Linked DNA regions of Mus musculus: region 1 is linked to region 2. Evidence: chromatin contacts called from public promoter capture Hi-C data. All regions are on one chromosome and are shown on one strand. Each heading gives the region's core, a stretch centred on a gene start, on an enhancer-like site or on the middle of the called end of the contact. The rest is flanking DNA. Distances are from core to core; before and after follow the strand shown.

Evidence for each region. Promoter capture Hi-C pulls out the DNA fragments that hold promoters and counts their contacts.
Region 1: a promoter capture Hi-C map of 3T3-L1-derived adipocytes shows a contact between it and region 2, with 4 times the contacts expected there. The contact joins the enhancer-like site here to the promoter of 4930562F07Rik in region 2. A contact is called at or near these places in 6 of 39 promoter capture datasets (the 3T3-L1 cell line, 3T3-L1-derived adipocytes, the HPC-7 cell line and 2 more), 1 of 484 Hi-C or Micro-C datasets (pro-B cells) and 1 of 115 datasets of contacts at active chromatin or transcription factors (pro-B cells).

The regions. Positions count from the first base shown.
Region 1 is chr1:160,368,676-160,372,487 of GRCm38.p6, forward strand. The region is part of intron 18 of Rabgap1l (RAB GTPase activating protein 1-like); the gene reads right to left. Among named protein-coding and RNA genes, the nearest start is that of Mir1927, 75 kb to the left of the region's middle. Within about 2 kb of position 1,571, at least 57 of the 459 cell types and tissues checked have an H3K27ac peak or open chromatin away from gene starts, as enhancers often do. A contact at or near this core is called in 3T3-L1-derived adipocytes, where this site is marked.
Region 2 is chr1:160,076,637-160,080,118 of GRCm38.p6, forward strand. 4930562F07Rik (RIKEN cDNA 4930562F07 gene) reads right to left here and starts at 1,349. Exons shown (of 3, transcript NR_038031.1): 1 at 1,293-1,349; 2 at 747-854. 4930523C07Rik (RIKEN cDNA 4930523C07 gene) reads left to right here. Exons shown (of 3, transcript NM_001162896.1): 3 at 1-1,951.

The DNA of each region.
Region 1 (3,812 bases), core at 321-2,820, 290 kb after region 2:
GGATATAAATCCAGTATTTTCTTGTATTAGTTTAAGATACCCATCACTAGCCTGTTCTTTCTTATATATTATCTCTCTGCCTATGTAATCCTGGACTGTCACTGCAGGTCTCAGGAGAAAGAAGAGATAAGGTTTTAAACCATTCCTGACAAGATAATGGAAGGGAAGAACATATATGTAAGTTTCTAGCCTTAGCAGATTCCACTTGTTCAATTATTTTACTTTTAGAGTATAATAATTTTACATGGCCTCTGAACTTTATTATTTTAGCAAGCAAGAATCAACTATAATGATCCCTTGACATTTATACATTTGGTATTTATTGCTCTATTCTTCCTCAGAGACTCCTTCATGGGGAAACAGCACAGTACACTGTGGGCTTACTCTGGAATGAACTGAATGACTTTTTTGTAGCAGATGGTGAATAGGCTTCAATCACAGCTTCTGTCCTTCACAATTACTAAATGTTCTTATAGCAAGGCAGTTACTTTGTTTTAATTCCATAAACAAACTCAGTAAGAAGGTCATAGTAGTATATAAACAAAAACAGAAGACCTGGAAGCATTTGAAGTGTATCCTTCTCGATTGTTGCTTTTCTCCCTGGATACAGGGTCACACAACTAAATACTAAATTCACTGATAACCCAATTAAGTACAGCGATTCCTTGTGAATATAATAACTGATACCAAAGAGAACACTTCCCCAAAAGCTATTATTACCATATAAGCATCATAAATAAGGACTAGCCATGAAAAATGAAAAGACCATTTTAGAAATGGAAATAGTTGAGTCACTCTGGTTTTGGTACAGAACAGAAAGGTTTCTAAATTAAAAGTTACCATAATGTTGCTGTTTAAAGTGTTCTGCGAGCTTTGGATTATTCATGCTATATAACTGTCAGTAAGTTTAGGAAAGAGAAGGAAATTCGCCACACAGAAAACTTAGAATCAACTCTTGGACCAAGAAAATAAGAGAGGAACAGAGAACTTGAGAGTTTTTGTAGTCTGGATCAGCAATGTTTCTTCAGAGCCGACTTGTAGTTGTCTATATAGAATAAAATATCAAGTCAAGATTTCTGTAATTATCCTTCTAATTCCTTTACTGAAATTGTTGATTTTTCTTTGGTAGTTGAATGATAAAACAAGGGCAAGACTTAATTCTTAGTGAAGAAATCACTGAGACAGAAATAATGTACTTAGAAATATTGTTGTAACAGATTTTCAATCTCCAAAATACAAAACAAACAAACAAAAACCCACAGAAATATCTGAAGAGCTTATTGTAGACAATGAGAACACAATGGGTCACATCTGAAATATATCACCTTTCATCATTTCGTGATGAAGGAAGAGTCACTTATAATTTAAAGATTAAGAAGAAATGGTTGGTGGCTTGCTTTCCAATGGCGAATTTTAAAAATAGCCAGATCAATCAATCAGTAAAGAGTGTGCAGAACTGCCCAGGCAGCAGGGCAGAATTTTAAAAGGAATTTAGACATGTATGAGTGCTATGATTTGTAATATTCAAATCAGTTCTCCTAAGACAGTAATCTGGGAAAGATGCTATGAGTAAGCAAGATTTAGCACTGCAAAGACATGTCAGGATATGTGTCTAGTCTGAGAACACAGCTAGAGTATTTCCAGCACATATAAGTTCTGAGTTGATCCCCAGTACCACTTACAGCAGGTATGGTGGTGAATCAGAAATTCAAGGTCATCTTCAGCTATGTATGAAGTTGGAGGCTAGCCTTGGGCAAGTAAGAACCTGTCTTAAAAACAATACACCATAGAGGCCAACCTCCTTCCTGGCCTCAGTCTGTTCTGATTTCTAGCCAGTTTGCCCTCTCTGCTCTCTCAGCAGAGTAGTCAGGAGGCCCCACCTGGCAAGAATTCATCTTTCTTCTTTCCTCCTCTCCCCTGTGTTCTTCATCTAGCATAGTGTTAGGCTGGACCCCTGTTCACCTCTGCTCAAGCTGGGAAACCCCAACTGCCCTTCTTCCCCCAACCCCTCTTGCACAGAAAAACAGAACAAAGGACTGGCTCTTAGAGCCCAGTACTCCATTCTTGGCAGCTGTCCCAACCTCCTCCCCTGATGCTGCCAGCCACCCAGATCCCCACCGAAGTGCTCAGCTCTTGACCATACTTGGGCACAGTCCCAGCTCCTGGCTGACACATCATCACCCCTCAACTAAGATCTTTTATAAAACTTCCCCCATCCCTAGGCCAGATGTGTGAAGTGACTTCCTCAGTCTCTTTCTCTGGGACTGATGAACAGGTCTGGGAGCATTGCCTAATAAACCTGCCTTTGTATCCTTTTAATATGGTCTAATCAGGCCTTCATCAGCATCACCCAGAGAGAGCAAATGCCTACCACATAGTATCTACTGCTACTCCTGGTATCAGGGGCTGAATAGAACACTCTTCTTCACAGGGTCCTCTAAGCTACTCTCTTCTTGGTCTCAGATTGTTAGCTCTCTTCTTCCTCAAATTTTTTCTACTGAAGTCACATGGCATTTGAGTTGGACATTTTTTTTTCCCTGAGACAGGGTTTCTCTGTGTAGCCCTGGCTGTCCTGGAACTCACTTTGTAGACCAGGCTGGCCTCGAACTCAGATACCCACCTGCCTCTGCCTCCCAAGTGCTGGGATTAAAGGCGTGCACCACCATTACCAGTCTTGGGCATAATTTTTATGTGTTTTTATTTCATTTCTTTTCTTATTATCTATATCTGTCTATCTATCAGTCTATCTATCTATCTATCTATCTAGTATTTATTTATTTATTTATTTATTTATTTATTTTTGAGACAGTGACTCACTATGTAGCTCTGGTTGGCTTTGAACTCACTATGTAGAGAGACTGACCTCAAATTCACAGAGATCCACCTCTCTCTGCTTTCAAGTGCAAGTTAAAACCATGTGCTTTATTTCTTTCTCCATTCACTGAAGTTTGTGAAAGGTCAGGCCAAGAGCTGGGGTGTATAGTCTTTTCTTTAGCTGGGATACTCACCTGGCAGAACAGTTATGAGTGGTAAACACTCTGGCTGTAGTTGTTAAGGTCACAACTTGTCTTGTCTGCAGTGGTCAGGCTGAAATTGCCTTTTAGTGAATTTCATGAAAGGAACCTGACTTTTGTAAATTCTGAACTTTCCCTCAATTGCTCAACTATCTCTTGCCCACATCTGTGGAGTGTGCTATTTCCTACTCATGTTAAGCATTCAGTTCTATCAGAATCTGGTTAAAGACACTTTGGTGAGTAATCCAGTGGTTTTCATTGCTGGCTATAGCATAGCTCCAAGTCCCAGGCAGTTGTTCTTAACTAGAACTTTAATGTAATCTGTGGCTCCTTAGTCTCAGGACTCTAAGCCTTGTAGACCATTCCATTGTTTCCAACACAGACATCCAAGTTACCTACACTCCATGACTTTGAAGTAACTAAATGGAGCCTTGGAATGTCTCCACTGGAGGAAGTGACTGTGTGGGATGAAGCTGGGATGACTGTATACTGAATGGTCATTGCAGTAGACGATGACAGATTATAATTATTCTCTATGAAAATGTGTTCTTCCTGCTGTACAGATTAGAACTGTAACAGGACATATGAATATTGAAGTACAGACTATATTTCCCAGTTTCCCCACAGTTGTGTGGCCATCAACAAAACTTTTGCCCAAGTAATATAAATAAAAGTGTAATATGGGGGGCTGGTGAGATGGCTCAGTGGGTACTGACTGCTCTTCTAAAGGTCATGAGTTCAAATCCCAGCAACCACATGGTGGCTCACAACTACCCGTATTGAGATCTGATGCCTTCT
Region 2 (3,482 bases), core at 99-2,598:
TGCTCAGGCAAATGTCTTGTACACAGTAGGTACTCATAACTGTGGATGGATATGCAATGATGCTAAGGATAACTTGTAATACCTCACAATTCAACCTGAGTGACCTACTCTTTTAAGACACGCCATTAACTGCTACAGAAGGTGAGGCAAGGCATTGAGACCAGGGTTGATTGACATATGTGCCCTGTGGTACCTGAAGCCATGCCACTTTCTGAGTGGAAGAGAGCCTTTCCTCCCCAGTCAAAGAAAACAAATTGCTTGGCATTTTGATTGTATTGTGGCCATGTTACAAAGGCAGAGAATTCCCAGCTTGGAAGCGATTATACTCCAACGGCTCATTTGCACATCTACTGGGGAGCTCTATAAATATTGTCCCCATGGAGACCATTATAGACAGTAGAAAAATCACTGTCTAATTAATGACATAGCCAAATTATGACATTACAGCAGCAAGAAAAAAATTCCCAAAATTGATGAGACTGTATGAATGTAAAGTTGTACTCTACTTGCTCAGCTGGGCCACCTGGTACTCATGTCTACTCCCGATGTGCTCCAGGCCCTTGGAGGGTAGCTACCTAATGGTGGCTACCTGGGCCTTCTAGCAGACAGTCACATTTCACCCGCTCATCCTACATCACCTCAATGCCACTAGGCACTCAAGCCTTCCACCCTCAGGCCTCTTTGACCAAAGCAACACTTCCTGATTCTCTGCCCCCTTGTCACATAGGGAGCTGGTTGTGGATTACCTGGCTGTCCTCCGCATGTCACAGAATGACCAGTCTTCTCCCCTTCTCTGCCAATTGGTACCCACCAGATGCTCTTCCCACTTCTCTCAGTTGCCCTAAGACAGAAGACTTGGGGGTAGAGGTGAAGACACAGCAGAAATGGGATGTCAGATAACAGTCTGCAAGGATGGATCGCCGGAATCAGGGACCATACAAATTACACGGTTTCCGTGACAACTGGCTGCCAGTTTGAATTAAGACAGCAGTCAGTTGTCCCTGATTGCCATAACAAAGCCCCTGACTCTGGACACAAGTGTACCTACTGCTTTCTAACCAAATAGACTTGAGCCAGTTCCTGACATAAACCATCCAGAAAGGCAGTTCCCAGTTGCTTCTATATCCTGGAATCCCAACCGTGACTGGATCACCTCTTCCTGTCGCAGACTCTCCGACAGCCTTGATAGAGCACTTAGGATGATACAGGGCCCATGAAGTGATAGGCCCTCCCATAGACACCAGAGAGCAGAAGCCCAAAGTATTGCTTGGTGCCCTGTCGCCCTGCCTCACCCTGACAATTCTTCTCATATTACTGCTTCTCCTTGCATCATGCCAATTCATTCCTTTATGACTCTACAGACACTGTTTCCCTTGGTCTATTCCAGAGTTGCCACGGATACAGTCCTAGGGTAAGGTGCTTGGGACTTGTGCCTACCTGATCCATCTGGGGACAGTAAGTTCATGAAGAACCTAAGAGGCCCCAGGGGGCTGGAGGAATGGCTCAGCAGTTAAGAGCACTTGTTGCTTCTGTAGAAGACCCAAGTACCAGACATGCATGTGGTACACATGTATACATGCAGGCAAACCACTCATACACATAAAATAAATCTTTTTCGAAAATTTGAAAAGAAGATGCATAAAGAAGAGACCTTCTCAACTGGCATGGACTTGGGCATTGGGGTTGTCCCCACCCACACTGGACTTCTGGCCTGCCTTAGTCACACTCAGAAACAGTCAGAGGGGTCTTTATCCAGTGTCCAATAGACTTTTTTTGATTTCTTGGGAAGAGGAAAAAGAACAGGAAGATGTAAAGAAAAGCCAGTCACTTTTTCAAGAAATGAATCGCTCATATGAATGATCGAAGCTGTACAGTATTTGTCAGTGTTTTGTTTTCTGTAAAATTCAAATACATATAAAAGTTTATTTAAATAAATGTTTTGAAAATGAAATCCTCCTCGCACGTTGGATTGAGTCACTGGCTTACCGCTGAGATATTATTCTCACACAGAATTGACAGAAGCAGAGGCTCTTCCTGCCTGGTCCCTGGCCTCCTAGAATCTCAGGTCTGAGGACCAGAAATGTGGCATCTCTCCCTTCTACGCAAAGCAGGCGACTTTGGAAGCTGAACTGAGCAACAACGGCTGCAGAAAACATACTGATGTTCCCTGGCGACACTTAGAAAACATTTCTCCACTGAAGTCCATGTCTTTCATAGGAAAAGGAAGAAATAACCTTTGGGTTAATCTGGTGCTAAGAAACAAAGGACCAAGGGACACAGATACCTGTGTCTATGTGCATGTATTTATATAAGCACATTTATCCTTTTTCTAAGTCAACCACAACTTTGCCCTAGTTAGAAAATGAAATGACTTGGATGCTCTTGATTCCTTTCCCAACAATGCTTACCTAGAGTGCGGGCCAACAGAAACAAGATGGTGAAATGTTCCCGACTGGCACTGCCCAATCTGGTACTATTAGCCACATGTGGCTCTGTTCATTAAAATTAAATTAGATTAAAAGTCCAGAGCTCAATTATGCCAGCCATATTTCAAGCACTCAATAGCCACCCTATGGCTAGGAACACCACCCTGAATGGCAGAGGCTAGCATCTTGTGGAAAGAGTAATTCAGTGTTAGTGAACAGCTGCGCTGTTTAACGGAAGCTTGAGAAGGAAGACCCACGGCGCAGCTGCACACTTCCTGTCTTGCCCAAGGCAGGCTGTTTCGCAGTTTCGGCTGATCCTTCAGCTTTTCTCCTATCACTACAAAGCTATGACAACCAGGGGACAGAGTATTTTCATTCAACCTGCTATTCAAGTCTCTAGAATATTGCGAAAGTTTCTGATGCAGAGGAGGGGCCGCCCAGAGGCGATAGTGCAACTCCCAGGCATCTCATTGGCTCACCACCCTTCCAGCTCCATCAGCTCTGCCTGCTCAGGCTCACCCACACTCGGAGCGTTAGGACAGAGTTGCGCAATGCAACCATCCATTAGCATTCTCAACTGACTGGAGTACTCTGCTGCCTGCTTGCCCTTTGCCCTTAAGATTATTCTTGAATTCAAAGTCACAGGCACACAAGCTTGAACAGCAGCAGCAACAAAACTCCCTTCGGACAACTTACTGTATCGGTCATAGGTTCAACTTATTGAATTGTTTTCAGATTCCCATGGGGCCAAGCATCACGATTTATTCAGTAATGGCAGGGCATGCATATCAAAGGATTTTAGCTCTTTCGAGGTGCCAAGTCCACTGAGCCCATACTACAGTATTTGTCCTGAAGGGTCACAACTGGCCTAAAGGAACAAACCACAACCATATAACGTGTTTGTCACTTTCCCAGAGGGACACATCCACCAAGACTAGCATCAAGTCAGGCTGGCAAAGAGTTGCACTGGGTGAGCGGAGAAAGGATGCTATTGGCAGAATAGACGAGAGTCCCTGAGCACCGAGGGCTGGGGCTGAGGACTAGGGCTGTCCAGAT